Regions from separate parts of the Mus musculus genome. Here region 2 is linked to region 1. The links are chromatin contacts, called in public Hi-C maps. All regions are on one chromosome and are shown on one strand. The core of a region is the stretch at or near the end of the contact, and the rest is flanking DNA. Distances in the headings are between cores, read along the strand shown.

Region 1 (3,303 bases), core at 431-2,930:
CACAGGAGTATACAACACACACACACATGGACACACACACACTGGAAGGGGGCAGAGCCCACATGCAAAGACCAAAAACAGAAAGAAAGAAAGAAAGAAAGAAAGAAAGAAAGAAAGAAAGAAAGAAAGAAAGAAAGAAAGAAAGAAAGAAAGAAAGAGAGAGAGAGAAAAAGAAGAAAAAAGAGGAGAGAAAAAAAAAGACTAACCACATAATTTAAAGTGAATTTTTGAGAAACAAGCGTCCTCTCTTCATAATAAGAGTCATGGAAACTCAGAGTAGCACAGTCCAGCATCACTCCAGAGAAAAACAAAAATGGCTGGTGTACCACTTTGGCTCTTATATTGCTAATCTCTCTCTCTCTCTCTCTCTCTCTCTCTCTCTCTCTCTCACTCACTCACTCTCTCTCTCACGCGCACACACACACACACACACACACACACACACAGCCCACTGTCCCCACCTCTTACTACACACACACACACAAACACACACACAAACACTATATTCTTCATGGGCCAAGTTCTTGGTGAAGGAACAATGCCCTTGGTATCTAGTATTGCCTGTCCTGTTGGTTCAGGATGCAAAGTTTCATCTAACGTATATCCTTGGCTTGAAATTTCCTCCTTCTACAATACCGTGTCCAGTCAGGTGCTGGATGCCTGTAACTTTGTAAACCTAGAATGAACTGAAAGGCTCTGACAAGCAGGCAGCAGCTGCCCTCTAGGGAAGACGGGGCCCAGTGCCTCCTGCTTGCCTGCAATGTTCTCATGAGCTCTATGTACACAGCATACTGAAAATGGACTATGATTGCTTTCTTACAGCTTCAAATCATTCCCAGCCCAAATGTGCTGATGGTGGGGGTGGGGGGTAGAGTGCATTCTGGGCTCTCAGACAGATCATATGTGACGAGAGTAGATGTATCCTGGTGTCGACAGCAGGTGGATGGCTCTACCTGCTTATTGTGAACAGAAGCTGGGCAACCGTATCCCAGGTTCTCAAGGTTCAGTGCAGACAGAACCAGTGTGAAGTATGAGGATGTGGGATCCTTGAGTAGGTGGGAATGGGGGTGCTTGGGGGAATGGAGGGTGCAGAGGGGATGGGCAGCAAGTGTTTCTTGGCTTTCAAGTCACCTCATGATCACTCATTGGTCACTTCCGGCATGTGCACCTTTCTGTCACGACAAGCTATAGCTATTTTTTTAAGTGTTCCAAAATTACACATGAGTGTCAACCTCACACATTTTCAAGTAGGAAATAATGGGAGGAACTGTGCCATCGTATCCCACACTCAGATACCGGTGGCTTGGCATGATTTATCTCAAGCATTGTTACTGGGAGTATCATCTTCTCAGAATGTGTGTGAGAGGAAAGAGTCTCTGATCAGCTGTCAAACATCTGGAGCCTCATTCTTCCCTGAGTCCTGGTGGCAGTGCTCTCTTGTCTATAAAATTAACATTGTGCTGCTCTGAGCCCCAGAACAATGGGTAGGGGAGAAACCGGAATACTTCCGATATTTTGCTGGGAGTAGAGAGTATTTGTAATCATGGTGATTTATCCACAAGTTCATTTTTTTTTTTGTCCCCCTGCCAAAACTCAAAGATCCACAAAGATAGGACTGCTAAAAAGCAAACAGCTTGCTATGAGTCATACTTGGGCTGAAATTATGAACTGAATGGGTTTTTAAGGACCATTAAAATGTCAGAATACCTCATCTCTGTAAACAAGTAGGGAAGGGCGTGGTCTCTAAAGCTGAACTTCTGCCTCTGCCATGCACGTTTTCCCCCTTGTTTAAATGAATCCATTCTGTCACTGAGGAGCAAAAATAGATGGTCCTTTTCAACTCCTTTACAGTGAGATATTAGCTAGGACCTAGGCAGGGGTGGAGAGGTCTCTATGACAGAGAAGACTGATCAGTATTAGAATAAAGTATTTATTTAATTGTTCCAGATTTCTCTTTGAGAGTAGCTCCTTTTTTTTTTTCATCAGCAAAATGAGCGCGTATCAGGTTATCTTGCCTGCATTCATATGGAGCTGCTGGAATCGGCTTCCGCTAAGGCCTCGTTACCGTGAATAGCAAGCATGATGTATGCAAATCATTTCCCATTATAAATATAGATTATTTCCTCTTTCCACAAACCATGGCGACCACAATAAAAATGATGAACTGTGTTGGGAAGAAAGACATAGCAATTGAGAAGCTGAGGGAGGGCGTTTATGTTTGGCTTATCAAATTATGCACCTTTTTATCTTCTGAGTTAATGGTATTGTGTTCATAAGCTTTGCATATTCTAATTTATTTCCCCAGACTGCAAATAGTTTTCCTTGTGCCTAGCCAGCTTTCTGAAGGCCTAGCAGATAGCCCTGGCTGCTGGCTTTTGTCCTTCATGTATGTGGAGGTACGGGTCTGGAATATAGAGAACTCTGGCCAGTCTCACCCTGCAGATCCTGACCAGCACTGTCCTTGGAATGGGCTGTCCCAGCCACACTTAAAATCCAATCCATTGTGTTGCCCTCTGCTCTTGCGGGATGTGCCATAGGATGCCAGCTCGCACTAGGGCTAGGTTAAGCAAAGCTGCGAAACCGGAAATGGCTGTGTACCTTAGAACAAGCCCTGCCAGACCAACATGGAGGGCACAACACCACCACTGCTGGCACTGAGATAGCGGTGGGCAGCTGGCTTTCACGTTGTCGTATAGATGTGGTGCTCTTAATTAGGCTTCAGTATACTATCCTGTGGCACTGGCATAACGGGTGCTTGGTCTGGGTTCTAAAGGTCGAATACCTTAGAGACAACTCATAACATTGGAGAATAGCTCAGCAGCACCAGTTTTTAGGAAGGGTGTTGATCAAGTTTATCTGCACAAGTGAGGGAGCAGAGTAAAGTGATCACCTAGGCTGTAGGGAAGGGAGCCTGAGGAGAACTGAGCCCAGATCAAGTGGGCACTGGACTGCAGAGGCAGGGGACATACAGGTCAATGCTGGCTAGATCTGATATGGTCAGTTTCTGTCTCTGCAGAATGGAGTGGGCATGACTGATTAATCTCTGAGCCTGGCTGCCATGTGGTACAGATAACTGTTGGTCCTTCATCCTCCTTTCTCTTTCTACATCCGTGACTCCCAGGAATGGATCTTTCTGAGGGGGTAGAAGCGGGATTTTATTTTTTCATCAGAAGTGTGAACTAATGAATAGCAAACTTTTAGAAACTGTCTTAATTTAGTACAGACAATAGATAGGAGAAATAATGACAGAGACCAGGCATGGTGGTGCGCATCTTTAATCCCAGCACTTTCAGGCAGAGGCAG
Region 2 (3,303 bases), core at 248-2,747, 730 kb after region 1:
CCTCGTGTTAATAGCTAGGCATCTCATATGCAGATTTGCTCTCAGGTCTTTCAGATTTCTTTTAAAATTTATTTCGGATTTGTTTTATGAGTTTATGTATATGAGTGTTTTCTCTATATGCATGCCTGTGTACTGTATATGTATTCCTAGTGTCCAAGAAAGCCAAAAAAGGCCTAGGTTACTGGGAACTGGAGTTACAGATGGCTGTGAGCTGCCATGGAGATGCTGAGAATGTGATCTGGGTCCTCTACAATAGCAGCCAGCCAGTACTCCTAACCACTGAGCGGTCCAGCCCATCTCTCTGGTTTCCTGATGTAGGTACCAAGCATTGGACATCCCTGAAAACTAGAGAACTTGTTTAATTATTATTGTTATACCCATAGGTGTACATACAGAATTTGCTGAGTCTATTTAGTGTATGCATGCATGTGTGTGTGGTTAGGGCTATCTACTTATTAGAGGTTCTTCGCTGGAGAAGACGACTCCCCCCCTTTCAGCAGCCATATAAATGGCGTTTATTTAAAGCTTTAACGGATGTCACCCCATTCTCATCCATAGCCCATGGTCCATCCTATCAACAGCACAGCTTCTAGGATACACCACAGGGAAGTGTGTGTCTCTGCATCTGGCTTATCTCGCACATCATCTGCATTGTCTCTCTCCAGCGTCAGGATTTCCTTTCTTACGTTAGGGCTGAACGATATAAATTATCCCAGCCATGATGGAAAGCATATGGAGGCTTCTTGAGACGTTGAAAATAGAATGATCACACAAGCTAGCATTCCCACATCGGAATATATATCCAAAGAAACGAAATTACTGTGTAAACAAGATATGTGTGTTCCCACATGCCCTGCAGCATTATTGACAATAGCAATATGGAACCAACCTAATGGTCCATGGATAGATGAATAGAGGAACACACACACACACACACACACACACACACACACACACACACACAGTGGTTGTTTGTTTTGTGAAACACAGCAAGTGTATTTTGAATTCTTAATGTTCTAACTATAAATAAAAAAGGAATGTGTAGCTTTCACAAATAGATGCGCTATAAATTGTCTTTATTGAAGTCAGATTTCACTGTCATAAAGTGCCCTACCCATCTGCCGTGTGTTTATCTGCCCATCCAGCCATTAATCTCTGCATATGTAAGGATACGGAATAGATAGATGGAATCATGGTCTCCAATATAGCTCCCGGTGACGTGGGAGAGGCTGAGATTCGTCTTTTTTTTTTTTTTTCTTCCTGTGTTTATAAATTTTATAATAGGTTTCCGTCGTTTTATATAAAAGCAAAAGAGCTTAAGCAAGCAATGTCTTCTATTCAACTAACAAGGAAAACCACAGCAGGGCTAGTGGGTTGCCCCGAGGAGGTACATTTCACACAAGCAGCCAGGAGGCCTGCAGAGGAGGAGGCAGCCTTGGCCCACGCCCGGAGCAGGAACTCCTAAGGTGGAAGAAAGGAAGCAAAGGCTGGAAAGCAAAGGTCCCAGGAAGCCCCAGAAGGGAAAGAGTGAAGGGCGGGTGCCTCTTGGGAGGGGGCAGGGCGAACACGTGTCACAAGCTGGTCTGCCAGCGCCACCTAGTGGGAATATCGGGACTGTCGCCTACGACTCTCGGGAAAGAGCAAAATTTTGTGCGGGAGGCGGGGGGGGGGGGGGGGGGGAGGTGGCGGGAGGGGGGGTGGCGGGGGTGGTGGTGGTGGTGGAGGGGTCGGGGGCGGAGGGATGAGGATGTGGGGCGGATATGAATGGATGGATCTGGAAAGTATATAATATTAAGTGCCGTGGCCTAAACACAGAAAAACAAGCAGCATGCTTTCTTTCTCATATGGGAATCCTCACTGCCCCTTTATGGTGTGTGTGTGTGTGTGTGTGTGTGTGTGTGTGTGTGTGTGCCTGATTGTGGGTAAATCCTAAGCAAGAAGGAGAAAAAAAAAAGGTGCCAAGGAAGGACATGTCTCGTGGGAATGGCAGCTTATATAGGGGGTTGTGGTGGGGAGGTTAGGAGCATTAAGAAGCAGTGTGGGAGTGATTGAGGAGACCCTACTAAAAGTACACCTTGTTCAAAAATACCTAATGAGATCTACTGCCTTGCGTAGTCACTTAAACATAAAATGAACTTTGGAAACGTCGTTCTGAGCATGCAGAAGGGGCCGAGAGAATGGAAGAACTGGAGGAAGAAGGGATGGGGGCATCACCTCCCGGTTTGGAAAGGCTTTGCACCTCAGTGCTCCCCTACAGCTGTGCTGACAACATAATCTGGTCCTGGTGTTAGGGAGGAGTTAAGGAAGCCCCACCCATCCCTAGGGATTTACAACTGGGGGAGGAAAAGTCGTTTTCTTCATTGGTGTAGCCCTGGTAAAGTGCACATACAATTCTATAAGCACTTCGCTGCCCTGTGGTCTTTTTTTAACAACCCTAACTCTTGAGGAGAAAGGGAAGGAGGAGATGGAGGTGTGATGGAAGCTTACTTGAAAGCAGATCAGCAGGGATGGTCAGGGGAGGGGGGACAAGAGAGAATAATGAGTAGTAAAGATGATCAAAATACACTGCACATACACATGAAAATGCTATAATAGGGCACATTATGAATAATTAATATATGCTAATACAAATAAAAGACAAAGGACAAAGGCACATCACTTTGACTAGTTGAGAAATTAAAGCCAGTTAGGAATCGGTACCATGGGCTCTGCAGTTAAAATAGGTCAAAACGCTACTCTGAAAGATCACGGGCACGTTGCTTGCTGTTTGCTTCAGGTGAGGCTGGCATATAGTTGGAGTGGTGGTTGGGTCAAGATGGACCGTAAGTTCTAACTCCGCTATGCTCTTAGAAGATGCCTCATCACTATTTAAGCCTTCCCTTTTAACCATGCTGGATTATTCTGGTGCCATAAATAATGAGCTTGCTGGCCATCACACAACAAGACTGTCCTTTCCTTCTACAATCCTCAAAGTCAACTGAGAAGACTGTTCTAGAAGGAATTAGAGACCCTACCCAGCAGAAAGGGAAGCCAAGCCCGCATAGGGCTGAGGCACGTTGAGATCCTGAAGCAGCCAGTGAGTGAAGTTCAAATTAAACAACTCTGACCTCCCTTAGCCACAAACCTTTCCGTAGTTCTCCAGTTCTGGAGAAAAGAGAGTTCCCTACGAAACAGCAGAGACCCAGAGCTCTCTGGAGTTCAGGAGTTCAGATCTGGTATTTCTAAGTAGAAGTGCAGAGTTTTAGAAAGATGCACATGGACTCTGGGAGCAGTCAGAGATCTTTCGAGGCTCGTGACATGAGC

Evidence for each region. A called contact is a pair of places that touch in the nucleus more often than the background predicts.
Region 2: a Hi-C map of cortical neurons shows a contact between it and region 1, with 2.4 times the contacts expected there. The contact joins two enhancer-like sites. A contact is called at or near these places in 1 of 15 datasets of contacts at CTCF or cohesin (the NIH/3T3 cell line), 2 of 484 Hi-C or Micro-C datasets (both in cortical neurons) and 2 of 115 datasets of contacts at active chromatin or transcription factors (SST interneurons and VIP interneurons).

Annotation. Positions count from the first base shown.
Region 1 is chr5:126,006,466-126,009,768 of GRCm38.p6, forward strand. No RefSeq gene overlaps it. Among named protein-coding and RNA genes, the nearest start is that of Gm40329, 33 kb to the right of the region's middle. Within about 2 kb of position 1,681, at least 14 of the 459 cell types and tissues checked have an H3K27ac peak or open chromatin away from gene starts, as enhancers often do. A contact at or near this core is called in SST interneurons and cortical neurons, where this site is marked.
Region 2 is chr5:126,732,149-126,735,451 of GRCm38.p6, forward strand. The region is part of intron 2 of 1700081B01Rik (a long non-coding RNA gene); the gene reads left to right. Among named protein-coding and RNA genes, the nearest start is that of Gm33347, 6.5 kb to the left of the region's middle. Within about 2 kb of position 1,498, at least 23 of the 459 cell types and tissues checked have an H3K27ac peak or open chromatin away from gene starts, as enhancers often do. A contact at or near this core is called in SST interneurons and cortical neurons, where this site is marked.